Linked DNA regions of Ovis aries: region 1 is linked to region 2. A link is a contact called in public Hi-C data. All regions are on one chromosome and are shown on one strand. Each heading gives the region's core, a stretch centred on a gene start, on an enhancer-like site or on the middle of the called end of the contact. The rest is flanking DNA. Distances are from core to core; before and after follow the strand shown.

What was found. A called contact is a pair of places that touch in the nucleus more often than the background predicts.
Region 1: a contact with region 2 is called in a Hi-C map of tail adipose tissue, with 2.2 times the contacts expected there. The contact joins the enhancer-like site here to the promoter of TGIF1 in region 2. A contact is called at or near these places in 8 of 16 Hi-C or Micro-C datasets (blood, hypothalamus, liver and 3 more).

What each region holds. Positions count from the first base shown.
Region 1 is chr23:38,125,511-38,131,355 of ARS-UI_Ramb_v3.0, reverse strand. All of the region lies in intron 7 of DLGAP1 (DLG associated protein 1), which reads left to right. All of the region lies in intron 1 of LOC105604469 (a long non-coding RNA gene), which reads right to left. Among named protein-coding and RNA genes, the nearest start is that of TGIF1, 120 kb to the right of the region's middle. Within about 2 kb of position 2,410, at least 26 of the 54 cell types and tissues checked have an H3K27ac peak or open chromatin away from gene starts, as enhancers often do. A contact at or near this core is called in tail adipose tissue, where this site is marked.
Region 2 is chr23:38,008,011-38,013,640 of ARS-UI_Ramb_v3.0, reverse strand. It overlaps TGIF1 (TGFB induced factor homeobox 1), which reads right to left and starts at 2,942. Exons shown (of 3, transcript XM_042239656.2): 1 at 2,593-2,942.

The DNA.
Region 1 (5,845 bases), core at 1,161-3,660, 120 kb before region 2:
ACCTGCCTGGGCAGGAATCTGTTATGAATGCTGTTGGCTTTTGTCTTTTTTAAGCCCTCTTTTTCTTTTTTTTATGATTCTCTTTCAGGCACCCTTGTTAGTGGCACTACTGGTTTCTGGGTAAATGGTTTGCTTGCTGCATGCTGTTAAAAATCTACTGAAAGACAAACAGTGTCCTTCCACCAGAGAGCCGTATGACTTTGGGAAAGTTACTTAACCTCTCTGGTCCTCAGAAAGTTCAAGGCAGAGGTTCAGAGTGGCAGCTTGGAAAAGATCTTAGAGATCATGGAGCTCTGCTCCTCCTTACAAGCTGGGACTCAGAGAGGGTGAGTGACCAGCCAAAAGTCCAGTAGCTCCCCCCCGTGTTTTATTAACATTTTGATTTTTAAAAGGAGTCCAGTGAATTTAGAAATTAATTGGGTTGTGTTTCAAGAGAAAATGAACAAGAGACTTCAGTCAAAGAATGAAAACTAAGGCCTTGAGAGATAGCTAGTATACTTTATAATAACTATCCAAATGAGTTTGTAGGAAAAAAATGTGAGCTAAGATGTGACACACTCCATGCACAATATTTACCCCTCCAAATATTTACGGGACACCCCTGGGAACCTGAAGTCCAGTAAAGAACTGAAGATAATCATGACGCAGCAAGGGCTCTGTCAGATAAAAACTGAAGTGTTCTTATGAGAACTAAGAGAAGGCATTTAGGAGGGCTTCGGGAAGCCTTCCTGGAAGAGGTGACACCCCAGCTGGTACATGAAGGGGAAAGAGAGCAGCAAGTTCCTGCAGGGAAATTCCATCTGCAGAGGCCAGGGAGCTCGATGGCTCGAACATCCAAAGGTAAAAGCTGTCAAGAGGATGTGGAGTTCTGAGACCTTAAAGATGAGAAACTAAGTAATTCGGAATCTCCAAAGCCCTGGACGCTGGTCTTTATCCCGAGGGCAGAACTGTCAGCTGGATACATTCAGAATCTCCCGCAGCTGCTCGGAGTGTGTACAGTAGTTTGGAGGCGAGGACCAGACAGACTCAGTGAGACTGTTTAGAAAAAAATATTTCTCAAGCTCTTTGGACAAACAAGATACATTTTACATGCTAACCCAGGAGGTACCCAGACCTGGGGACACACATCAAAACAAGCGCCACAAAACTGCCTTTGTTTGATACACTCTTAAGTTTTCTAATCCACTCCGTTTTTTCTTTTCTTTTTTTAATGGTGAAACTGCAGGACCCACCTCAATTGACTCATGACCCATTAATAAGTCACACCTGGTAGTCTGAGGCACCTCGAGGCAGGAATTTTGGCTGTCATCCTCCAGAGAGGAGATAACAGGATCCAGGAAAGCAGAAAGGAGGATTGTAGGAGGTGGGAAGATTCCAGAAGGATTTAAGAGAGAAGAGGGTTAGGACCCAAAGGAATTAAGAGGTTGTGGCTTGAACTTGGTATGAAAATGTGTCTGGCTAAGAGGGGGTATGTTAACTTGAAGAATCTACCTGGAGGGTAAAGATACTAGGTGTTTGAAAAAAAAAAAAAAAAAGCCCATTTTGTTTGGTCAATACAAGTGTAGCCCTTCATTTGAGGTCTACCTAAAGAAAATCATTTGCGTTCTATCTGAAGAAAAACCATCTAAAGATTAAATTATGTAACTCCAGAAAATGGTCACGTTTTACTAAAAGAGGGAGCAAAATGGTGGCACTGAAAAGGAATAAATCATTCCTCGGGGCGGGGGTGGGGGGGGGGCTCTGCAGTGAGCCTCAAAATCCTACTTAGAAAGAACAGGCAAGCTCACATCCCCAGGAAATATCCCAGATCAAAGTCTCACCTGGTTCTTTGCTGTGGCTGACACCAGCTTTTCTAAGACTGAGAACAGGGTAAGTATAGCCTCTGACTTTTCATGTAGCAGACCGTTGGCAGGAGCTAACTGCTTTACAAAGTTGGCACCACTTTTAGAACCCCCGATCGCTAATTCAGGAAGGGAGCAGGCGTTGCTTATGCACTTCTTGTAAAAACTGAAAATCCATTAACTTTATTCTTCACGCACGCTCTCCGACAGCATCAGGTCAAAGGGGCTTTTTTTCCTTCCCCTTTTCAGAGCTTTCCAGAGTCCCAATCTGGCTCCTTCTAAATCTTTTCTTTTACAAAACAATAGGGAGGGGTGGTAGCCTGTGGCTAGTTGAAGATTTTGAACAATAGGTGTTTCTGAGCCGGGTTTATTGAAATGGTCCTGTCGGTGTCCTGGGGGGCACTGTAAATGAGATGTCGACAGGAGCTCTTTTGTGTGGACAGCATTCGGCCTGAAAGAGAGGAATTTCCTTTCTGTGCTAGTATTTAAAGTAGATTTGTTGCTGCTTTCCCTGGAACTTTTTATCCGACTGCCGGAGCTAACAGTGCTGGATGAGTCACTCGGTGTGGCTGAGACTTCCTCCCGTCCCTGGCAGGGCTCTGTCTCTCAGGCATTTACATTTAGAAAGGACGGCTCCTAAGAAGATTGCTCGGATTTTCATCAGCTTGAGCCTCTTTTTCAGGTCGTCACGGGGACCTGAGCCGGCAGCCATCCTGACCCCCCAGGAGCCGGCAGCCACACCGGGCTGTTTTTCTCAACTCCCTGGAAGACTTTTGGCTGTTTTGTTCCTTCCTTTTTTTAAAATCCAGGGAGGGTGAGACAACCATCTCCTCCGATTTAGGCCTTTCCCTCCCCCTTTTTTGTAAATGACAGGCAATTTCAGTTTACTGTAATTACTTTGGGCTGAGGTTGGACTAACCCCACCCTTAGAAGATAAGGTAACCGTTTTATTACCTCACAGCCAGGTGCCTGGGGGTGACAAGGCTGCCTTTTATCTGGAGACGTGACAAGGTTATCAGCAACTGAAAGGGGCTGAACCTTTGAGCGGTGGCCATTAAGATGCTTTCCCTTCACTGGGATCAATTTCCTAACTCATTATTGGTAGTTAATTTTGATCCAAAGACCAGCGCTGGTGGTTTCCTCCAGTTTCCGCATTCCTGCACTTCAGCCACTTACGGATGAATGGTGTAAATTGCAACTGCCAGCCAATCCCATAACAGGAGCTTGACATTCTAACCACGGCCCCAAACGAACAACCCACAGAATAGTTTAGAATTCTCATTTGGTAGCTTTGCAGTGGGCATAGTTGCTTTTTTCAAAGAGTTGATTAATAAAACCCTTCCCCTATGATAGTAGAAATCCAAAAGAATCAAAATGAATCACTTTTACTAGCCAAGGTTACACCAGGAGACAGTTCAGGGCTTCTTTTATTTACTTTTTTAAGATTAAAAAAAAAAAACCCTTTTTACTCGTATTGAAGGATGGCCGATTAACACTGCTGGGATAGTTTCAGGTGAAGAGTTGAAGGGACTGCTATACATGTGCCTGTACCCTTGTTTTAGATTTTTTTAAAAATTAGTGCTTTATGTACTTCTGTTTTCAGTTCACTGACACACATTGGTTTACTCTTAAATCAAGCTTGTTTTACATGGATTCTCTGGGTTATCTCTTGGGTTGGAAATGTGGGATAAAAGCTTCTGTTTTGAAGACGATTTTCCGACTGTGTCCTGGGTAGAGCTTTAGTGAACGAGGAATGCTCTTGCAGATAAACTTTTAGACAAGTGTCCTGAGCTGTGCTGTGCTGTGCTTAGTCGTTCAGTTGTGGCGACTCCTGAGTTGTATCAGGTGAGCGCTGCACCCAGCCTGGACTTAGCGCAGAACCACTGTCCTGTCAGGACACATTAGGGTGGGCCGAGAAGAATGTTACTTCTATCTCTTTTCCCCTGAAGTCAGATCACAGCTGAGGGTAGGGGGTGAGAATGGGGAAGAGAATGATGGAAGGGATGACTCAAAACACATACAGAAGACACACAGTCTTGCAGATACGAAGTGTTTATCTCCAAGGACACATCAGACTACTGCTGCTGCTGCTAAGTCGCTTCAGTCGTGTCCAACTCTGTGGGACCCCACAGACAGCAGCCCGCCAGGCTCCCCCGTCCCTGGGATTCTCCAGGCCAAAACACTGGAGTGGGTTGCCATTTCCTCCAATGCATGAAAGTGAAAATATGAAGATAACATTCCGCACTGTAGAAAGATGCCAGTTAAAAGCCGCTATTAGTCCCCCTTCCCAGGTGGCGCTAATGGTAAAGAACCCTCCTGCCAATGCAGGAGACGAGGGTTCGATTCCTGGGTCGGGAAGATCCCCTGGAGAAGGGAATGGCAACCCACTCCAGTATTCTCGCCTGGAGAATCTCGTGGACAGAGAAGCCCCGCGGGTACAGTCCATGGGGTCATAAAGAATGGGACATGACTGAAGCGACTTAGCATCTATTACCATTATTTTTAAAAAAAAGATGTTTCTAAGGACAGCATGTGAAAACACACAGTGACAAACCAACAAACATCCAGAACTCCACACGGTGAAGGAAAGAGAGAGATTGTTAGACGTATTATTGAATTTGATCTTCGATTCCTCTTTTCCTTTAAGATATAGAAACCTTGCCCGCCCACCAGGGCAAGCCCACCACCGCCCAGTCACTACCCATCTACCACTCTCCTCCTGGGCCGGACTGGGACAGAGTTCTATCCAGGGCCAGACAAGCCTGGGAGAAGGAGGCTCTGATGCCCGAGGCACCTGAAGTCGTGGCCACCATCCTTCAGTGACTCTGCAACCCCATGGGCTATAGCCCGCCAGGCTTCTCTGTTAATGGAATTCTCCATTTCCTTCTCCAGGGGATCTTTCCGACCCAAGGATCAAACCTGAGTCTCCTGTGTCTCTTGCACTGACAGGTGGATTCTTTACTACTGAGCCACTAGAAGCCTTCAGAGGTTCTGAAAACCAGAGACCAAAACCTGACCTGGCAGCTACTTGCAGCGTGACTATTTCATCTCTTCCAGCAGACAGACCGGAGAAGGCAATGGCACCCCACTCCAGTACTCTTGCCTGGAAAATCCCATGGACAGAGGAGCCTGGTGGGCTGCAGTCCATGGGGTCGCTAAGAGTCGGACACGACTGAGCGACTTCCCTTTCATTTTTCACTTTCCTGCATTGGAGAAGGAAATGGCAACCCACTCCAATGTTCTTGCCTGGAGAATCCCAGGGATGGGGGAGCCTGGTGGGCTGCCGTCTATGGGGTCGCACAGAGTCAGACATGACTGAAGTGACTTAGCAGCAGCAGACAGACGCCTTAGTATCCACATGCTCCCGGGGTGTGTCACACTTATCAGTTTCTACAATCCAAGAACTTACAAATTCCAAGCACGTTTGACCAAGAGATTCAGAAAAGGGCTTTTGGTCACTGTGCTCGTGAAGGTTCAACGGAGACGCTTAAGGACCCAAGTATAGGAAGCTCTTTAACAGAAGAGGAGTCTTCCCTGGTGGCTCAGATAGTAAAGCATCTGCCCGCAGTGCGGGAGACCCGGGTTTGATCCCTGGGTTGGGAAGATCTCCTGGAGAAGCAACCCACTCCAGTACTCTTGCCTGGAGAATCCCATGGACAGAGGAGCCTGGTAGGCTACAGTCCATGGGGTCGCAAAGAGTCGGATACGACTGAGTGACTTCACTTAACAGAAGAGAAAGGAGGCTTAGACGGGAAGAACCCAGGTTCCAATCAGACTCAAGGCGGGGAAGTGTGCATCCCACCATGTTTCCCCTTTAGCAACCCTAGGTTTGTTTTCGATATCTGTAAGTCTGTTTCTGTTTTGTAAATAAGTTCATTTGTGTCGTTTTTTAAAAACTAGACGCCACAGGGAACACTCTGGCCATTCAGTGGTTAAGACTGCACTTTCGATGCAGATGGGCCCAGGTTCCATCCCTGGTCAGGGAACTAAGATCCCATAAGCTG
Region 2 (5,630 bases), core at 1,693-4,192:
CGGCGAACCCGGCGGGGCCAGGTCTCTTCCGGAGCCCGGGCGGAGGCCGCTGGGCGCGGGGCCCCCAGGTGGCCGGAGGCCGGGGCGGGGGCAGGCAGGGCCGGGCGGAACGAGCCGAGGGAGGAGCCTGGCCCCCGCCGGCCCGCAGGCTTTTGTTCCGCCAGTTCTTCGGCCCCCGCCGCAGTAGCCCCTCCGAGCTCACGAGCGAGAGAGCTCGCCCAGGCCTAGGAGTTTCAGATTACAAGAAGAAACTAGAAACCGGGCCGTGAATCTCAACGTCCGGAGGGGCCTGCCCACCCGCGGAGGATTTGCCAGAAAAACCTAAAAAGGGAAAGAAAGCCGGGCCACCTCGGCAGCCTCTGCTCCCCCGCACGAGCTCTGAACCAGTCGGCGAAGTTTCCCCTCCAACACGTCACCTTCCATTGTTTCCATGAGTCGGCGCGCGGCGGCAGGACCGCGCGCCCCGGGGCAGCGCTCCCCGGAGATTCCTCAGGGACCGGCGGGTTCGTGCAGGGCCCCGCCTGGGGGAGGGGGGCTTCGAGGGAAGCGGAACGGGAGGCATGGTGGGGAGGGGATGCCCCAGAGCCCGGGGGTAGCCGGGGAGGATCATCACTGCCGCCCCCGCCAGAACCCGAACAATGGGGCAAGCCAATCCCTGCTCTCGCACCCCTAGGGGGACCCATCAGATACACCCTTTCCCCAACTTATTCCCGGCAGTTCTCCACGAGGGAGGGAACGCCTCCCTCCCGGGGACGGTCTGAACCTGTCAGCCCTCTCCGAACTGACACGATACCGACGCCCCCTGTGTGCTCCCCGCGCGTTTTCTCGCCCAGTCCAGTTAAACATCCAAATTTCTGAGCCCCGCCAGGTCCTTGGCGAGGGGACGCGGGGAGTTGGTCCAACCTCAACTACCAACGCCCCCCACCCACCCCGGGAACGTTGAGTTTGACTCCCGCCCGCAAAGCGGGACGTGCGGGGATCTGTGTGTTTGAGTCACCGGCCTGGGGTCAATCGAACGTAAGTCCAAAGTGAAAACGTGGCCGAGGACACACGGTTTCGGTCCCGGGCTGCCCCGCTCTAACTTGAGTCTGAACCGCAGTAGCCCGACAAGTCTGAAGAACGTGGAGCAGGAGCCACTCTGAGCATGCGCGGCACAACCCCCGCCACCCCCCCCCCCCACCCCACCCCCGCGCTGGCTTCCCCCAGCGATTAACTTCTGTTTTGAACCACTCGACATAAATCACAACAGAAAAGCCAGCTCCGGCCCACGACGGAACGTTCGGGGTGCCTCCCTGCCCGGGACTCAAAAGTTAACTTCAAAAGGGAGTTAACATTCTTTGACCTTTCGTGGTGGTGGTTTTTTTTTTTTTTTTCTGTTTCTTTCTGTGTATTTTGTTTTTAAAACCAGACTGACGGCAAGTTTCAGTTGTAAAGCTTCCAGAAGGCCTGGTGGAAACAATGACAGGCTCGCTCTTTGCATGTCACACTTGGACTCGTTCTCACTGCACGCCTTCAGTCCTAACTCTTCCTCTTGCCCCAGATTCATCGTGGGAAAACTTTTGTGAGGCTAGGAATTCTGGAAAATATAACTTTCCAAAGGAACCGACCCCCGGGGGCGATCTGGGATCCAGAGTCGCGTTCCTCCGAAGGTGAAAACGCCCCATCCCGGGAGAAGTCGTGCCCGGACTCTGCCGGGAGCGAGTGGGGAGCCCCGGAGCCCAACTTTCAGACAAAGCGCCAAGACTCCGCGGGCCGGGCCACCCCGGGTCCCGACGGAGAAAAGCGGGACGGGGGTATCCCCCGACTCGGGACCCCACTCCCCCGCCCGCGAGAAGCCACGCGGCGGCTCGGCGGAGCGTGGGGTGTCGGTTTGGAGACAATGAAACTTGGAGGCGCACAAACAAGGCGCGGAGCGTGCTTCTTGACAACGTGCCAGCAGCGTGGAGAGGCCCGTCTCCCCACAACAGCCCCTCGTGTTGTGTCTGGAAGGAACACAGCAACGGCCGTTCCAGACACAGCTTCCACAAAGAGGACGGCCGCGGCTCAGGCCTCCGAGCCCCCCGGGGCGGAAAAGTCCGAGTCACCCGCGCCGCCCGGCGAGCACGTTGCCCCGGGACCCGCGCCCAAGGCGCGCGCCGCCCGCGAGCCTTACCTTTCTTGCTTTTCATTCTGGAGTTCCCCGGCCAGTGCCAGGCGACAGCGGGGGTCTCCAGGGGCCAGGAGCGGGGACGGAGGGGCCGAGCGGTCGTCCTCCTTCCCGGCCGACTCTCCCGTAACTTGGAGGACGCGCTCCAGCCGTTATTGCTAAACACGGCGGCACTCGAATCCCAGGCGCCCGCTCCTCGGGCGGAATTCAAGTGACACTCGGGCTTCCTCCCGCCGGGATCTTCTGGCAGCGGGCCGGGGACGCTCCCTAGCCTAACTCGCTCCCCTCCCCACTCCGCTCCTTTGTTCGCGGCTCCTGCTCGGCGCACCTCGGCGCTGTCAGAGTGAGCGAGGCAAGGAGGGAAGGTACCGGAGGTCCTGCCTCCGCCCCCAGCCGCCCGCCCCGTCCCCCGCCCGCCCAGCCGCTCCTCCGCCCCTCCCCCGCACCTTCCAGCAGCCTAGGATCGCTCTGAGCACCCGGGCCGCGTCGCCGGGGCGGCTGTCACCGGTCCCTCGTGGGGACGGCCGAGCTCACGAGCTCATCCCCGCCGCGCGCCCGCCGCCCGCATCCCCGGGTTGCGGGCGACACCAGCCAAGCGCCCTGGGTTGCTCCCTTGGGCCTTTCTTCCAGGGTCTGGCGAGGGTGCGTTTGGTTAGGAAATTGCAACAGATGGGGTGGGGGGCGGAATGCCGTTCCCTCCTCCACCCCAGGGAAGAAAAAGCCTCCCCTTTCGATTTTGACAGCTGCCCCAACTCCACCGGCCCGACTCGGGCCGCAGGAGTAGACAGCCGCTGCTGATTCAAGGGGCGGGGCTGCCCAAGAAAAGTATTCGGGAAAAGAATCAACTTCTTCCAGGACGCACTGCTGCCATTGACACGCGCGGGCGCGGAGCGACGCACCCTTCTCCTCTCGGGGCTCTTCCTCCCAAAGCAACAGTGGGGGGGGGGGCGGGCGGGGGAATGGGGAGGAGGATGAGACCCAGACACCCTAGGCGAAAGTCTGTTGCCCCCGGCTAAAGCTGCGAGTTCCGGACTGGATTGCAAAGCAGTTTCGAAATCTGACATGTTGCGGACAGACACTTGTCATGCTCACATGCTCTTTAAAAGTCGGTGCCTGGGGATGGCCGGGACGCGCGCCCGCCCCGCCTGAGACTCGGCCTGACACCCCATCCCCGGACCCCCTCGCCTGTCTCGGTAAACAGTCTACTCAGGACTTATCCTGCTAGGGGACCTCTTTTCCCCCACCACCCCCACGCCCCGGTATTTCAAACAGAAACTATTAGGTAAACACATGTTCCTGTTAGTTTATTTTGGTTGAGAGTTAGGCAGGCTCCAGCGGGAGTTCCTGGATGAAACTACCCATTTTAAAAGTCCAGATGCTTTAGGCTGATTTCAAGAAATGCAGCCCCCTCTCCGCCCTCTCCTCTGGGTGTAGTTCTTGCGTGTCTGTCCCGTTGTTTTGAAGTCAACGAACTGTCACATGCCACACTAATACTTTCCCCATCATTAAAAAAAAAAAAAAAACATGAGCCCGGTAGAGACGTCAGCGCCCGAGTCTGCCTCCAGCTTGTGCTCTGCACTGTCTTTGTTTTGTAACCTCGATGAAGAACCGGCAGAAGTTCTGTGGAAATAAGGTTCAACCCAAGAAGAAATAAGGCGGCCAAACCATGACTGACTAGAACTTTGGAGCCTCTGTTGTCGGATTACACTGAAAATTAAAGCCAGCCTCCCACCCACTCACCCTCCCAAAACAAGGCACCCACCCACTCCACCCCACCCCCAGAGTGACTTAAGGCCAGAGTTTACAAAGCTTGCGTGTGTGTGTGTGTTTTTTTTTTTTTTTCCAATTACAGGACTTAAGATGAATAAACAAGGAAAATAGCGTCACTCTAAAAAGGCGGCAACCTTTCGATTCCCCTCCCTCCCCGTGCGGTGTGCCGACGGCTCGGCACCTAAGAGAACACGCGTCTGAAACGGCCGAGAGGGGTACCGAGACCTGGGGGGAAACCAACCCGGAGGCTCCCCTGCCCCTTGGGGGTTCTTCCCTGCCCGCCTGGAGACGAATCAGCGGCTGCGCCCGCGCGCAGCACCGACGCCGGGCGGGTAGGGGGCCGCCGATTCCGGGGCCGCGGCGCTCTAGGCGTTTGAAGGGCGGCCGGTCGCCGGGATTGGCGGCTCGCGGCCGTTGGGGACTGGGAGCTAGGCGGGCGGGGGGAAGGGCGCGGGAGGAGGAGCCCGGCGCCTGCGCTGCGCCTCCGCCGCCTGAGTGGCAGGAGCCTCCCCCGGAGCCGGGCGGTTACTGCGGAGACGCTTTGTTTGCTGACTTCGAAAGCCGTTCCGACTGCCTCGGCCGCTTTCGAAGCGGCTCCACGAAACACGCTGCCTCCGGGTGGGCCTCACCCTCCCCCGGCCGCCGGCTCCGGCGCGCGCCTGAAACGTCTCCTCCTTCCGCGTGGCTCCGCTCGGCCACGCGGGGGCTCTCCTTCTGTGCACAAAGGTGTCCTTTTCTCCGGCCAAGTCAGCTTAGCTCCTGACGGCGATTCTCGGACAACCGAGATGGGAACGGAGTTTACAGCTAGTAAACCAACTTTGCAGGGGAAGGGGGAAGCGGCGCAGAGGATTAACAGTCTCTTTGAAACTGCGAGGAGGAGGAAAAGGTCAAATTTTCCTCTCTCGCTGGAAGTCCGGCTTGATCCGGGCAATGCTCACCTTTTTGCTCAAGCGAATCACATCGAAGCAGTCACTAAAGCTGGCAAGACGCCCCTAGGAGGAACCCGGGAACCCTTCTGGGTGATACACGGCACACACACACCTCCCCGCCCCCCACCAGAGCCTGTCCTAAACTTGTCTTTAGATTTGAAATTTTGGTGCATTCTGGAAGAAAGTGCCTGGAGTCTGCGTGACACAGGCCAAGAAGACAGCCCCACAGAGTGGGCTTGAGGAACCAGCAATTGCTTAGGATATTTTTGTTTATTTGCTTCTCTCAAGGTGGAAAAACAAGTTTCAGTTCTGGCTCTGTGAGTCCCTTCGTGTACCAGCCAGGCCCTCTCTTTAAAACTGATCCAGTGACTTTTAAAGATTCTTTCCCGTGTTTTGGGGGGAAAATGTGGATTCACATTGACAACATATTATTTGCTAACTTCATATGAATATTAATATATATTGGAATGCTGCCTGAGTGAGAAGGAAGAAGAGATACTTGTTCACGTTTTACACCATTATTTTTTCCCCCCTCCAAGCACACATAGTTCCATGTGGTGTCTTATCTTTCCAGGCTGCCTCAAGGCCAAGAAAAGACGGAGACTTAAGTTACTTTTCACAGCTGCAATCTCTTCAAAGGCAAAAACTCAAAAATGAAACTTGGAAAGGCAAATAAGCCAGTGTATCAGTACATTTTGTGTTATTTTGATACTTGGTCCATCAAGTGATTGGATAATAAAGTCTGATTCCACCCAGCACTGTCTTAGGTGGAGGAAGGATGACTC